3 separate regions of the Mus musculus genome follow, and regions 1 and 2 are each linked to region 3. The links are chromatin contacts, called in public promoter capture Hi-C maps. All regions are on one chromosome and are shown on one strand. Each heading gives the region's core, a stretch centred on a gene start, on an enhancer-like site or on the middle of the called end of the contact. The rest is flanking DNA. Distances are from core to core; before and after follow the strand shown.

Region 1 (4,296 bases), core at 1,630-4,129, 2.4 Mb after region 3:
CGAGGCCAGCCTGGTCTACAGAGTGAGTTCCAGTCCAGCCAGGACTGCACAGAGAAACCCTGTCTCAAAAAACCAAAACCAAAACCAAACCAAAACAAAACAAAAAACCCAAAACCAAACACACACACACACACACACACACCCCAACTAACTCTCCTTTTCTTCCTGAGCTAAGTTCGAGAATGCACCATCCTTGTAGATGTATTGACTTGGGTAACTGGTTCTGGCCAGTGGAATTCCATCAGTGATCGTGTCTCTTCCAAAGTAAGTTTTTGAAAGCTCCCGGTTATTCTTCAGTTTCTTTCTTTCTCTGCTACAGAGAATGAATTACTGTGACTCAGGTGCATCGATGGCTATTCTTAGTTGTCCATTTGACTATATCTGGAACTAACAAAAACCAAAAATGGAGGGGTATTTGCTTAATTTGAAGTGGGAAGATCCACTTCTAATCTGGATCTTTGATCTGGGAAGAGGCCTCTTTAATCAGGGCCACAGCTTCTGCTGGAAGTCTTTGCAAGCACATGGAAGAAGGAAGTTTTTGTTCTTTGCCTGCTTGCTCTTGCATTGCTAGCAAAACCATTCCTTCACTGGCATTGGAGACCACGTCTTTGGGATTCCTGCGTATACTACGGACTAGCTAAGATATCCCACCCTGTGGACTGAACTACTAGACTCTTGGACAGTCCATTTATAGGCAGCCATTATTGGGTTAGCTGGACTATAGCCATAGTGAGTATAATAAATTCCATTTCTCTCTAGAGAGAGATTCATTCTATAAGTCCTGTTACTCTAGAGGTCCCTGACTAACACAAGGGCTACAGCTAAGAGATTGAGGTCTCTGTCAATCTGGTTTCCAGAGAGACTGGAACAGTGATTTTGATTCTAATTAATCACTAAGGATGAGCAGGCGATAAACCTGTGTTGTATTGAATCTAAAGGTTTTAGAAATATTTCTTACCAAATGGCAGAACATAACTTTCCTGTTTAAGCCAATCTAGGATGATCCATTCCAAGTTTTTTGGTTTTCTTCCAGACAGGGTTTCTCTGTGTAGCCCTGGTTGTTCTGGAACTCACTCTGTAGACCAGGCTGTCCTTGAACTCACAGAGATCCATCTGTCTATGCCTCCTGAGTGCTTGGATTAAAGGTGTGGGCCACCGCAGACTGGTCTCATGCCAGTGAAGAGGTAAAATAGATGAAGTCACACTGATTTGTTAGAAGTATCTTTGTACTAAAGGATTTTTAGCCCAAAGTCTAACTTTTTAAATAATTTTTAATCTAAATATCCCATACGTTTTCTTCTTTAAAGACAATCCTACTGTGACCCTTTAAATAGGATATTAGATTTACCTGTATCTTCTGTGCTCCCTATAAATGACGGCCTTCCTTAACACTGATTGACTGGCTTCAAGCAGTTACACATCACGATTTCCAGAAGCGTTTGAACTAGAGCAAAGAGTTCTCAATTATGAACATTCCGCTTTGATGGAAGGTCAGTGTTTCTGCTCCAGACTACCCGTCTCCAGAGGATGGAGGAACACAACACTCGGGGTTATTTTGGCTTTGATTCACATCCCGGGAAAAGTTTAACCTTGGGCTTTTTAAATTGCTAGAGTGGACAGTAAGTGTGAGCACCAATCCTGGTTGGTCACATCTGGGATTAACAAAACACCAAACAACTGAGCACACTCGTGAATGTTTTCTTGATTGGATCATTCAAGCCTTGAAGTCCCATCTGAACTCTTTGCCACACCTTCTGTGGTAGCATACAAAAAAGGAAGGGGTGAGTAGAAAGCTTTCGCCAGCAAGATCTGATGCTGAGACATTACTTTACTGATATTAAAAAACACTTCTTTGGATTCCAACATAGGCCAACGACCCGCTGACACAGCCAGCACCAAGGGCTTAAAACTACTAGGTTCTTCACCTTGTAGTTTGGAGACAGTACTGTTGGCTTAGACCACAGCCTGTAAGCCACTCTAATACCCACCCCACCTCTCTCTATATTGCATATACTTAATATCCCCCCTCTCTATATGCTGAATATATTTAATATATATGCATTCTATTAGTTGTTTCTATAGAAAACCCCGAATAATACAATAAGTAAGAAAATTTTAAGCCACAGAAAAGGAATTCCATAATAACGTTACTGGAAGCTATAAGCCACCTCGCCCAATTTCAGTGCAGTGCAAATTAAGTGCCTTCCCATTTATCATCTGCTATTCTTGATTATCCTTTCAAGAGACCATGACCAATGAAACATTTTGAAGTTAGGGAACTTTTTTTCCTACGTGTTACTTAAAAGTTAAATGCAGGAATTACCGAGTGACAACTTGCAGGCTATTTTTTTGGGTAGTGGTGGTGGTAATGACAACTATCTATGGCTACTTATATTTTCAAATTCAGAACACTGAAAGCGTCAAGGAGGTCGATATAAAGAGTAGCAAGGAGATCATTAGGGACGTACTAACAAGCGCCTATTTCCAGAGTTGAAGGTCACTTTCCTTAGATCTTGCTGGCTTTGTATGCCTTAGAGATCCAAAGTCCGGAAAGTTCTGCAGCAGAAACCCTGAGGATTTACTTGGGCTGGGATGACTACGAGGACGAGGACGAAGTCAGGGGCTGGAAGCCCAAATCGAAACCTCAGCAGCGGGAGGGAAGGCGCAACCTGTGGGCTCAGACAGGCCCAGAAAGGCTCCAGGACGGGGGAAACAGACAGAAAGAAGACGCCCAAGTCAGCAGGCGTTGGCTGGGGGCTGCGCCGGCGCTGGGGGCGTCTGGCGAGCTGTAGCCACGGGCGGGGGCGGAGCCAGGGCCAGGGTGTGGGCGTGGCCCGGCGGTCCGGGCCTGCACTAGGCACGCCCCTTCCCCTACGCCAGGGGCCTCCCCGCGCGGTGCGCGTCCGCGTCCCGCGCCTCCGCCTCCTCGCTCGCTCGCTCGCTCGCTCGCTCCTTCCCGCCCTCCCCGCAGCTCCGGCCGAGCCGGCTCCCCCCTCCCCAGTCTCTCATGAATATTGAGCGGCCCCTGTTGTATTTCCCGAGCTCCATTGCGGAAGCCGAGACTCGCCATATTGTGCGGCGGCGCCGGCGGTTGATTCTCGAGTCTCGCTCCGGCCACTGCCAGCGCACCCCCGGGCTGGGGCAGGAGCCGGTGAGCTAGGCAGGGAGGGGGATGGCGACGTCTGCGAGGGCGGCGGGCTGGGGCAGGGGCACCCGGAACGGGCCGCGGCCCGAGCGGCGGCGGGGCTGGGGGTGTGTGTGTGTGTGTGTGTCCGCGGCCGCGAGGGGCCGTGAGGCGATGGCGCCGCCGCCCCCGGCCGTTCGCTCCGCCGCTCGCGGCCCGCCCGGGAGGGCTCATTGTTCGCGGCCCGTGAGCACCGGGCTGGCGAAGCGTCCGGAGCCCTTCGGGGAAGCGCACCCGCGCGGCCCTGGGCTTACGGCGGCCGGGGCCTCGAGGGCGGCACCGGAGCGCTGGGAGAACTTAGCCCTGGGCTTGCTCGCGGGGCCCGGAGGTCGGCGCCGTGGGGGCGGGGAGGGGCGCTCCGGGCCGACAGCTCTCCTTTGGGACCTGGCACCGGGGTGGGCTCGGGATCCCCTCTCGGCCCCACATTCCTGGAGAGCCGCCGCCTGCCCCGGAGTATCTGTTGCCGCCTCCGCGAGCCACGGGCTCACCCTGGAGGCGGTGTTGGGGGAGGGGGCGACTCCGTGGGTTCGAGCTGCTTCGCGTTTTGACCCCGGGCTGTGTTTGCCGAAATCCTTGGTCCACTCCCTCTGCCTGTCGGCTCCCGAGTCCCGGCCCTTGTTAGAATCGTTTCCTCGCTTCAGAAGTCGCCTTCATACTCGCAGAGATATTGTTGTTGGTTTAAAAAAAAAAAAAAAAAAAAAGGTCGGTCTTGGAAACTTTGAGGTTCCTTTCTTTGCTTTTGCCCACCGGAACAGATTACCGATTCATGTCCCCGAAGCCCCGTTGGGTGTCTTTTTAAAGAAGCTGTCGGAAGTTTGTATGCCTTGTGACTTGTTGTGGAAATGTCAGACTTTCTACACGGTGTGTGAAAAAGCTTAGCTAGGCTTTTAAGTATTTGGTATGCGGTTATTTCTTTTGAAATAAAAAAAAAGGAAGGCATAGTGTCAAGTAATTTAAGCCATATTTTAATTAAAAGTACCATAAGTCATTTGCATTCAATTATTTTTTGATAGTTTCGAGATAATCAACTGGAGTACTTAGTGGAATTGGTATCTAATTATTTGTAATTGTTGAATATTTTAATAAAGCAAATGTCGGGTTTTGAGATTTAT
Region 2 (4,693 bases), core at 14-2,513, 2.1 Mb before region 3:
ATGGTTGATATGGCTACGACTCAAAAATGGAAACACACCCCAAGAGTGTAACTAAACACAATTTTAAAGGGTCAACAGGTGAATAAAAATTTTAAACTGGGTAAAAGCAATTTCATAAAGGTCCATGAAACTATAATTTTCGCCATAAGATGACATGCAGAATTGCCTTTCTGATCATTTCTCCTCCCAGGGACATTTGAAAAGGAGTGGCCAAAGTAGCAGGGGAACTGCGCAACAGCTTGGGATCAAGGACTGAAACTTGCCCTTTCCCAAAGCCTCTGGGAGCCAGGACCAGCGCCCCCGGTGGTGGGCAACTGGCCATCAGCAGCTTGGCACAGGCCACTTGTCCTACCACCTCCTGGTCGCCCCCACCTTTCCCTCCAAGGCCAAGGACAGAGACGTCCTCCTCCCCCTTCTCCTCCTCTTTGGTGCCTTCAGCCAGGAGGCGGGAGTGACCCGCAGCAGCTGACCCAGCTCGGGCACTGCCTCTCCGACAGCCCTCAGGACACACCATGGGCCTGGAGGCTGGTTGGTGGCACACGAGCGAGGACGCAGGCGGCGGCCCCGGCGACTCTCAACTGCCTCCCTGACCACTGCGACAACCTCCCCGAAGCCATCGCCACTACCCGCAGCGGAATCTATCTGCGGCCAATCTATCGCCACGAACCGACTACCAGCTACGTAAACAACTATGGCGGGAGAAAGGTGGCAGGCCGAGGGGCCCGGAGAAGGTTGGGCCATCTACGTCACACCCAGAGCCCCCATCCGGGAGGGAAGGCGGAGGCTCGACCCGCGAAATGGCGACAGCAGTGACGCGCCTGCGTACGGAGCTCACCCGTCGCGCCGCGGACGACGGGAAGTGAGGTTTTCAGAGGAGCCGGCAGAAGTGTACGGCGACTTCGAGCCCCGGGCGGCCAAAGAAAGGTCTCCGGGGGGGAGACGAACCCCGCCAGAAAAGTTCCGGCCGGCTTCTGCGGGAGAGGAAGTGAGAGAAAGCGCTTACAACCTTCGCTCTCGACCACGGAGGCAGCGGCGAGCCCAGGAAGCCGAGGAGATGAAGACGCGGAGGTCTGCTCGCCTTGAGCAGCACTCACAGCAGCCGCAGCTGTCTCCGGCCACGAGCGGCCGAGGGTTACGGGACTCTCCGTCCTCCAGTGAGGACCGCGAAGGTAACAGTCTCGGCTGCGGGCTCGGGAGCGCGCGCGGCGGCGGGCACGCGGCGGCAGGCGCGCCCCCGTGGAGGCCGGCCCCGCTCCGGCCCCGCCTGGGTCCTGGTGATTTCTGCGGCCCTTTGGGCGCGCACTCCCGGATTGAGTCCACCCGGACCCTCAAGAGGGAAGGACGCAGTGGGCCGCGCGGGAAGGTGGTGGTGCGAAGTGACCCGAGCGGAGGCGGGCAGCTCTGCCTAGTCCTGGAGCTTCAGTTTGGGGGGTCTAGGTCTCCTCTTTCTGTAGGCTTTTGCTAGAGGTCGGCGGCTAAGCCATTGTCGGAGCCCCAAACTACTCTGCGCTCGGTTTCATTTCCGTCCTCTGAAGTTTCTACTGAAGCCACTTCCATTTCCTTTTTTTTTTTTTTTTTTTTTTTTTTAAATCTCGGGGGCCCCAAGTCCCCAGCTGAAAATCCTGTTTTTAAGTTAACTTTCCAGTCGGTTTCTTTCGTTTTTTTTTTTTTTCACCAAGATTGGGAAAACGAGATCATTTCTAGGCGGATGCTACGAGGAGTAGCTGACTTTAATGAATGGGTTGGTGACATTACTCCAAATACAGAGTCTGGTCTCTGCCAGACTTTCCCCCCAGATTGGAGGCCATCACGGTAATCTTAAGTAGCTAAACAAGTCAAGACTGACAAACTACTGAAACAAAACAAGGTTCTATTTATTAGTAAAGCTTATATATGAAGCCCCAGATGCCAACAGGGTGTGTACTATAGTTTTAGTTAAGTCACACAGATGAACCAAATTCTTCAAGCCATCCTCTTATTCCCTGCACTCGGATATAACTGAGTCACAGGTGGTTCCAGTAAGCCCCATGTCAGTCACCTAATTATGAGGTAAAATTCTGAGGGTTAGAGTCACAGTGGGATGGCCTCCCTAATACATTTGATGCATCTGAACAGGAGTGGATTTAAAGCTTAGAGCACAGTAAACTGGCTTGCAGATTTACCTACTTGCCCTTAAAGTCCTGACACACTTGAAGATCTGTTCATTTGGGAAACTTTATGCTAGAGATGTGCATGCTCTTTTGGATGTAAGGAGACAGTTTATTTGCTTATACATGTCAGCATTTCTTTTAAGATGGCAAAGTTGGGAGAAAAAAAAAGGAACCTGTCACGCATGTATGCCTGGTCGAAATTTAGGTACTTGTGTTAATTCTGTCTCAGAAACTGAGACAGTGTTTGCACATGGGAGGCAATGTAACTGTTACTTTTTATTGACTTTCCCACAGAGCCTCCTGCACCTAAATTCAGTTTACCTTTTATACATTTTTAGAGGATTTAAACATTTCTTTTACCTGACTCTTGAACCTACCTTTTAATTTTTTATATTTTCTTTATTTACATTTCAAATGTTATCCCCTTTCCTCATTTCCCCTCCGAAAACTCCCCTATATCCCCCCCCCCCCCCAACCAATCCAATCCCTCTCCCTGGCCCTGGCATTCCCCTACACTGGGGCATAGAGCCTTCACAGGACCAAGGGCCTAACCTTTTAACTTGCTAAAGTAGCATTTTTGTCGTAAAGCAACAAGTAGTGGTTTGTATGTTGTTTCACTTCCATGGTTTGCAGCTGCACGTACCTGTGTGAGTATGTGCACGTGAGTACAGGTAGCCTTGGAAGCCAGAAGATGGTGTTGGGTCCCTTGGAGCTGAAGCTACAGAATATCGTAAGCCTTTTGGACTTCGGAAGTCCTCGGAAAGAGCAGCAAATGCCCGTAAACACTGAACTCTCCCCAGCCCTCATCATACTCTGTCTTAATAGGATTTCTAACTGGTTTAATTCCCAAGTTTTGAACCTAGAGAAGTTGAATACTTGCATCTCTCTGTATAGATTACTGGTAAATATGCATACTGTGTGCCATGGTCTCTCCCAGGTCATCTAACTTGAATTTTACCTCTTGTTGGTGCTGTAGAGGATGAACCTTCTTCCCGACCTGTTACAAGCCAAACAGCCTCAAAGAAAACTCTTAGAACACCAGAGGCTTCAGGTAAGAAGAGTTTGGTCTTTTGGTTTTCTCTTTTCCTGCCAAAGACTCATGAAGAATCACAGCTCAAGCTGGGCGTGGTGGCATATGACTGTAATCCCAGCACATGGGAGGCAGAGGCAGGCGGAACTCTAGGAGTTCAAGGCCAGCCTGGTCTACAAAGAGAGTTCCAGGATAGCTAGGGCTGTTACACAGAGAAACCCTGCCTGGAAAAAACGTACATCAATCAATCAGTCGGTCAATCACAAGAGGTTTGTGAGTCTTATCAGTTCACTAAATTCAGCCCTATGGGTACTTGCTAAACTAAACAAGGGCGAAAACAAAATGTAAGTTCAACTGTCTACCACTCTGTTAATCTTCAGAACCCCGCAGAGAGAGACGGGAAACTGAAGCTCTGAGTATCTAAGACTCTTCTCTAAGATCACCTGATACATGAGTAAATTAAAATTCAGGCTCAGGTTTGTCTTTGTTTGTTTGTTTTGTTTTGTTTTTCGAGACAGGGTTTCTCTGTATAGCCCTGGCTGTCCTGGAACTCACTCTGTAGACCAGGCTGGCCTCGAACTCAGAAATCCCCCTGCCTCTGCCTCCCAAATGCTGGGATTAAAGGCGTGCGCAACCACGCCTGGCTCGGTTTGGTTTTTTTGAAACCTATTCATTCTCCCCAAATGTTCACTTTCAGTCAAGTAATAGTTCATAGTGTCAAATGATTATGTCACAGTGCTTCTGCTTAGCTGTTTCTGCATAGTGAAACCCTGGCACAGTGGGTTTCAAGTCTGTCAGGCTTAGGACTGTGTTTCTGTGAACCCAGGGTATCAGTCATAAGGTAGGACGACATCATTGCTTCTTGTACCACCTAGAAGAGAACAGATACCGCCAATTTCCTGGTAATTCATGTTAAGATGCCTTAATTATATAGTATATGATTTCAGAGATGTTTAAAATGTAATAAAAATTGTCTTAGAATCCCTGTAACAGGGAAACAGGATACATTTAGTAGTTCCCCAAAGTTTGTTTTTCTTGTGTGTCTGTGATGTGTGTGCAGGTGCCACTGTACACCTATGGAGGTCAGAGGAAAACCCTGTGAAGTGGACTCTCTTCTGTCCTCACATGATGTGTGGGTATCGAACTCCACTTGTCAGACTTGACAGCAAGTGCCTTTCCCTACTGGGCCATCCTGTTGGCCTGAGAAAATGAAGTTTTATACATAATTTTCTTGACTAAAACCAGCATGTTCAATTGGCTTTATTTAAAAACCCTACACGTAGCCGGGCAGTGGTGGCGCATGCCTTTAATCCCAGCACTTGGGAGGCAGAGGCAGGTGGATTTCTGAGTTCAAGCCTAGCCTGGTCTACAGAGTGAGTTCCAGGACAGCCAGGGCTACACAGAGAAACCCTGTCTCAAAAAAAAAAAAAAAAAAAAAAACCCTACAACTTTGAATTCAGAACATCTGAAATGAAACATGGCTAGCATTAATATTTCATTTAAAATTAGTCTT
Region 3 (4,687 bases), core at 2,120-4,619:
CCAGCACACGCCAGAGTCCATCTAAAGAAAGGCTTCCATTGTTGCTGCGCCTCCAGACTATGCAGCAGCTTACTTACGGGTGACTGACTAAGGTCTGAAAAGCCTTGCAAACCAAACAGAAGGAAGGTGGATCCGAGGCTGTGCGTACACTCCCAGGCGTGCGCACACTCCGCCCCGGCACTCACCTTCCACACACTTGGGCTCACAGTCCAGGGTACGGGTCTTGCAGCGCAGTCCTTCTCCGGTACCATCAACCCAGATATACATGGCTTGGACTTTCTCACCCTGGGGCAGGGACATGTACATTTGCTTGATGCCTTTGTTCAAGTGGGAACTTGCTGAGGTGGCCATGGTGGAAGGTGTTCTGGAGAGAGACAGAAATCGCATTTTATTAATATCGAATTCAAAGGGATCCACTGTAGGGGACGGCAAGGGAATCAGGCTGGCGTGCGTGGTGATCTCGCTCCTCTGGGACTGGACACACACAAAGGTGCATTATTCACTCTGCTTTCAAGGGGTTTAAAGTTTTATATTAGACAAGGACCATGCCCCCTCAGGGGGACTAGTTAAGGGATTTTAATAACCGTTAAACTTGAGAAATGTTAGCAGGAGAGAACAAATATCAAGACGTTCATTAACAGAATATCTTATTCTACCAACAGAACTACCTTATTGCCACAGAAAGACTTGACTAATTGACTGTTGAGTCTTGCTTTGTCTTCCACTCTTTGGAACAGCCTTTTTTTTTTTTTTTGGAGACAGGGTTTCTCTGAATGGCCCTGGTTGTCCTGGAGCTCACTTTGTAGACCAGGCTGGCCTTGAACTCAGAAATCCACCTGCCTCTGCCTCCCAAGTGCTGGGATTAAATAAAGGCATGTGCCACCACCGCTCAGCTCTTGGAACAACCTTAAGGGACACACAACCCATTGTAATCCCTACATACCTACATTTAGACTATCTACTTATTTGAGACAAAGTCTCATTGTGGAGCCCTGGAACTTATGCCGACCAGGCTAGCCTCAGAATCAAATTAGATCTGCCCCTCTCAGCATCCTGAACGCTAGAATTAAAGGTGTATGCCACCACCATCTTTAGATTACACAATGAAATACTAGGGCTAGCTGTAAGACTTTAAAGGCTAACATATTCCTGGGAGAAAGAAAGGACCTGTATTATCTGCCACCACTAAGGTGGTAAAAAGTAAAGCCATACTCCAAGGAGCACACTGCTGACTGGTTTTTTGGTTTTTTTTTTTTTTTTTTGAGACAGAGAAATCTCAACAAGCCCTCTCTCTGTCCTAGTAATTACTTACTCATTATTTACACCAAGCTTTCCTCAAAATCAGAGGATCTACCAGTCTCTGCCTCCTGAGAGCTGGGATTAAAGGTATGCCCCCTCCACACCAGGCCTCAACTGCTGACTTCATTACTGTGGTGAAAAGCCTTACTCCAGAGACAGATTTCAATGTGAAAATTAACAGTATTTGACGATCCCACCGGATAATATTTTCTGGTACGTAGAAAAATCCCACTTCTAAGTTTACAAGCCACAGGAGTCGGGGCAAGATCTTCGATGAATGTGAGGCTACAAAAAACCAGCCTCAAAACACAAGAGGAAATGCCCCCCTCCCTCCCTAATCTCCCCGGATAGCTGGAGAGGGAACATATTGTTCTCCTCCAATGACTTGGGCAACTTTCTGAAGTACAGTGGCAAAGTTTCTATGGGCAACCGTCCATGTTTGCCCAAGTGAAAACAACTGCCTCTCCCTCCAAAAGCCTCACCCTTCCCCCGGGGAACAGATGAGCCTCTGCTGTCAAGTCCGATGCAGAACCAAAGCCTCTGCCTACACCACTTAGAGGCCCGGATTGTAATTCTAGATGGCTTCAATTTACACCACTCATCAGCTTTCCTCCTCTGCCGTGCCCCCCGCCCCCCACACACACACATCCAGCATTAATGAACTGTTAGGGGAACCTGAGTTCCTCCTCTGGCCCTGGTTCCCTGAGACCAGCTGGGTGCCAGCAGCCTAGTGTACATAGATAGCACCAACTGGTGTCCCTGTAGTGCAAAGTGGAATGGGTTCTTAAAATTCTGAGTAGTTTCTGCGGGTTGCCAGATGCACCCGGGGTCCTTCGCCCTGACTTTTACTCACCCCAGCCAATGAGAATCAAATGCACTGGGGTTGTACTCTCTAGACCTCCTCTTTTTAGAGCAGTGTTCATGCCTCTCCTCGTTCTCGATTTCTCGCTGGTCTAAGCAACGGAGCTTTTTGGGCGAGGGCGATGGAGTGGGGGACCCAGACCGTTCGGAGGGGGAGGTGCTGGAATAAGACGGGTGCGATTTAATCTTAACCCTCGACTTCTCCCCGGAGTTCACAGAGTAGGCAACGAAGCCTAAAGTATTAGAAGGGGACTCTGAGGACCGAGAATCTCCATCTTCTACGTCTTCAATGGTTGGTTTCTTTGAGTATTTGCGGCTGGGGGAGGATCCCCGCTTCCCGCCCCCGGAGGAGTTGGGGCAATCCACTTTGAAAGCAGCCTTCCCACTAAAATGTCCGGAAAGTCGGTGCCGCGACCCTCGGGCCCGCGTAGATCTCAAGGCCTCTCCCAGGGGGCCATACCCCGGCGAGGGTAGAGGCCGGGTGGCGAGAGTGGGGCGACCGCGGGAGGCACAGCGCGCCGCTGCTGCCTCCGCTTGGCGCGGCCTCTCCACTGCGGAGCCCGCCGGCCACTCCGGGGCTCCGGCTCTCCATTGTTCGGTCATATGGTAAAGGCCTAGGACACGGCGTTGGGAGCTGGGGAGTGGTGCCATCAACGCTTAGGACCACCATCCTCAACCAGACCACCCACAGCGTGACGACGCCCCCCAAATGCGCCGCCAGGAAGAGAGGATCAAGGCGCCTGCGCCCACCTAAGGCAAGAACCCTCTCCCGCTGGGACCACCGGAAAGCCCCCATCTCAGCGTGAACCCCAGCCAACGGCGCCTGCCTCCCGGGGCGGCGCCTCCGGCCGCAAGTATAGAACAGATCAAAACAACCCGCAACCCCGCCCTTCCCGGAGCTTGGCTCACAGCGCGTCCTAGGAACACCAAGCAGAGCCGGCCCGGGCCGCACGCTGCAAACACGCGGGAGGCACGAGCGCTGCATCCCGCTCCGTACAGCAGCTGACTGGAGCTGGGAAGTAGAGTGCGACCCCACAGCCCGGGCGGCCGTACATTCCTGGACCCTCCGTGCGCTTACCAGAGCGGTGGCCGGCCGGATGATGGATGGGTGAACAGGTCAGGAGAGCGAGGCGGAGAGGAGATGGGTGAGCGTGCTGTTCAGACACTCTGCTCTACTCCCATTCTCCGCTCTGCAGGGTCGCTGGCTGCTCGGTACTTTTTATTGACAGCTTGTGCCCGCCCCCAGTCGCCTTGATTGGCTGACCTAGGCCAGGAAACCCGCGCCCATCAGCTGCTGCGCGCCGGGGCCCTGAGGCCATTGGCCGAGGAACTGTGCGGGAGCCTCAGGGTGGGGCGAGCGAGACCCAGAAGAAAGAAAGAGAAAGGGGAGTGGGGGAGGGGAGGCAGCGGCGGCTGGAGGAGGGCCAGGGCCGAAGGTGCAGGATGCATTTGCAGCTTGCGTTCTTAAGCGACCTCTGGACCCTCGGACCCAGGCTGAGGCTTCCTCAGAGTCATTTGGCCTCGGCTCTTTGCTTCCTTAACGGTACAGAGGTTTTCGAGGAGATCTGTCACTGAAAATCCAGAACCCCAGAAGAGAATTTTACCCTTTGTTTGTTGAGCGAGCCTGGGGACGGGTTGGGCTGGGGAGAGGCAGGGAGCCCTGATCAGGCGCGGGGAGAGAGAGAGAGAAACACGATTCCCAGAACCTGGAGGACCCTATCTTCCTGGTTTCCTGAGTGGATTTGGGGGAAGTGGTCAGACTGTGATTTCACGGTTTAAACACAAGTGTGATGTTTCTATAAAGAGGATTCTGGACGTCCATAGTCTATTTGATGTTGCCTTGTGTGTGTGTGTTCCCGTCTCTCAGCCTTTCCTTGGATCTGCAAAATAAAGCAGATGGAAGGACTTTCAGAGCAGTTGACCGGGAAAGCAGGGTGGCAACATGCCTTTAATCCTAGCACTCAGGAGGGAAAGCGGGGGTGGCACACGCCTTTAATCCTAGCACTCAGGAGGCAGAGGCGGGTGGGTCTCCTGAGTTCGAGGCCAGTCTTCTCTACAGAGGGAATTCCAGGACAACCAGGGTTTCACAGAGAAAACAAACAAAAAAGCAAGAGGGGTGGGGGGAACCCCTGGCTTTGCTTCCCAAGTTGTTTTTAACTGTGTGTGTGTGTTGGGGGAGAGGGAATGAGAGTTTTCTCTTTCCTTTCTTAACCCTGCAGTGATGGCTGAGATAGTGTGTGAATACTGTAGTGAGACAAGCTGAAAATGTGCACAGAATTTACCTGTAAAAAAATAGACGTGGCCCATATATTGTTATTAATGCTATGCTCTGAGCAGTCTCTTTCTAGTACATGAAATCCACCTCATGGCTGGGCTTTATCTTTCAGGACTTCTGGCATTCGAGATGAAGTTTTCTCTCTAGATGCCAGAAACCCACGCTCTCAGTGCCTTTGGAAGAGGAAGGGATGAAGTTTGTGCTTCTGCTTCTGTGTATGCACCACAAATATGAAAAAGAAAGGTTGCCTGT

Evidence for each region. Promoter capture Hi-C pulls out the DNA fragments that hold promoters and counts their contacts.
Region 1: a contact with region 3 is called in a promoter capture Hi-C map of pre-B cells, with 4 times the contacts expected there. The contact joins the promoter of Rnf2 here to the promoter of Glul in region 3. A contact is called at or near these places in 1 of 39 promoter capture datasets (pre-B cells) and 1 of 115 datasets of contacts at active chromatin or transcription factors (large pre-B cells).
Region 2: a promoter capture Hi-C map of pre-B cells shows a contact between it and region 3, with 4 times the contacts expected there. The contact joins the promoter of Tor1aip2 here to the promoter of Glul in region 3.

What each region holds. Positions count from the first base shown.
Region 1 is chr1:151,499,574-151,503,869 of GRCm38.p6, reverse strand. It overlaps Rnf2 (ring finger protein 2), which reads left to right and starts at 2,879. Exons shown (of 7, transcript NM_011277.3): 1 at 2,879-3,151.
Region 2 is chr1:156,032,234-156,036,926 of GRCm38.p6, reverse strand. It overlaps Tor1aip2 (torsin A interacting protein 2), which reads right to left and starts at 1,263. Exons shown (of 7, transcript NM_172843.4): 1 at 819-1,263. Tor1aip1 (torsin A interacting protein 1) reads left to right here and starts at 447. Exons shown (of 10, transcript NM_001160018.1): 1 at 447-1,169; 2 at 3,127-3,201. The coding sequence starts at 692.
Region 3 is chr1:153,898,611-153,903,297 of GRCm38.p6, reverse strand. It overlaps Glul (glutamate-ammonia ligase (glutamine synthetase)), which reads right to left and starts at 3,369. Exons shown (of 7, transcript NM_008131.4): 1 at 3,239-3,369; 2 at 186-364. The coding sequence starts at 351. Gm38440 (a long non-coding RNA gene) reads left to right here and starts at 3,522. Exons shown (of 2, transcript XR_387481.3): 1 at 3,522-3,703; 2 at 4,548-4,687. It overlaps Mir8114 (microRNA 8114), which reads right to left and starts at 3,372; the gene lies at 3,262-3,372.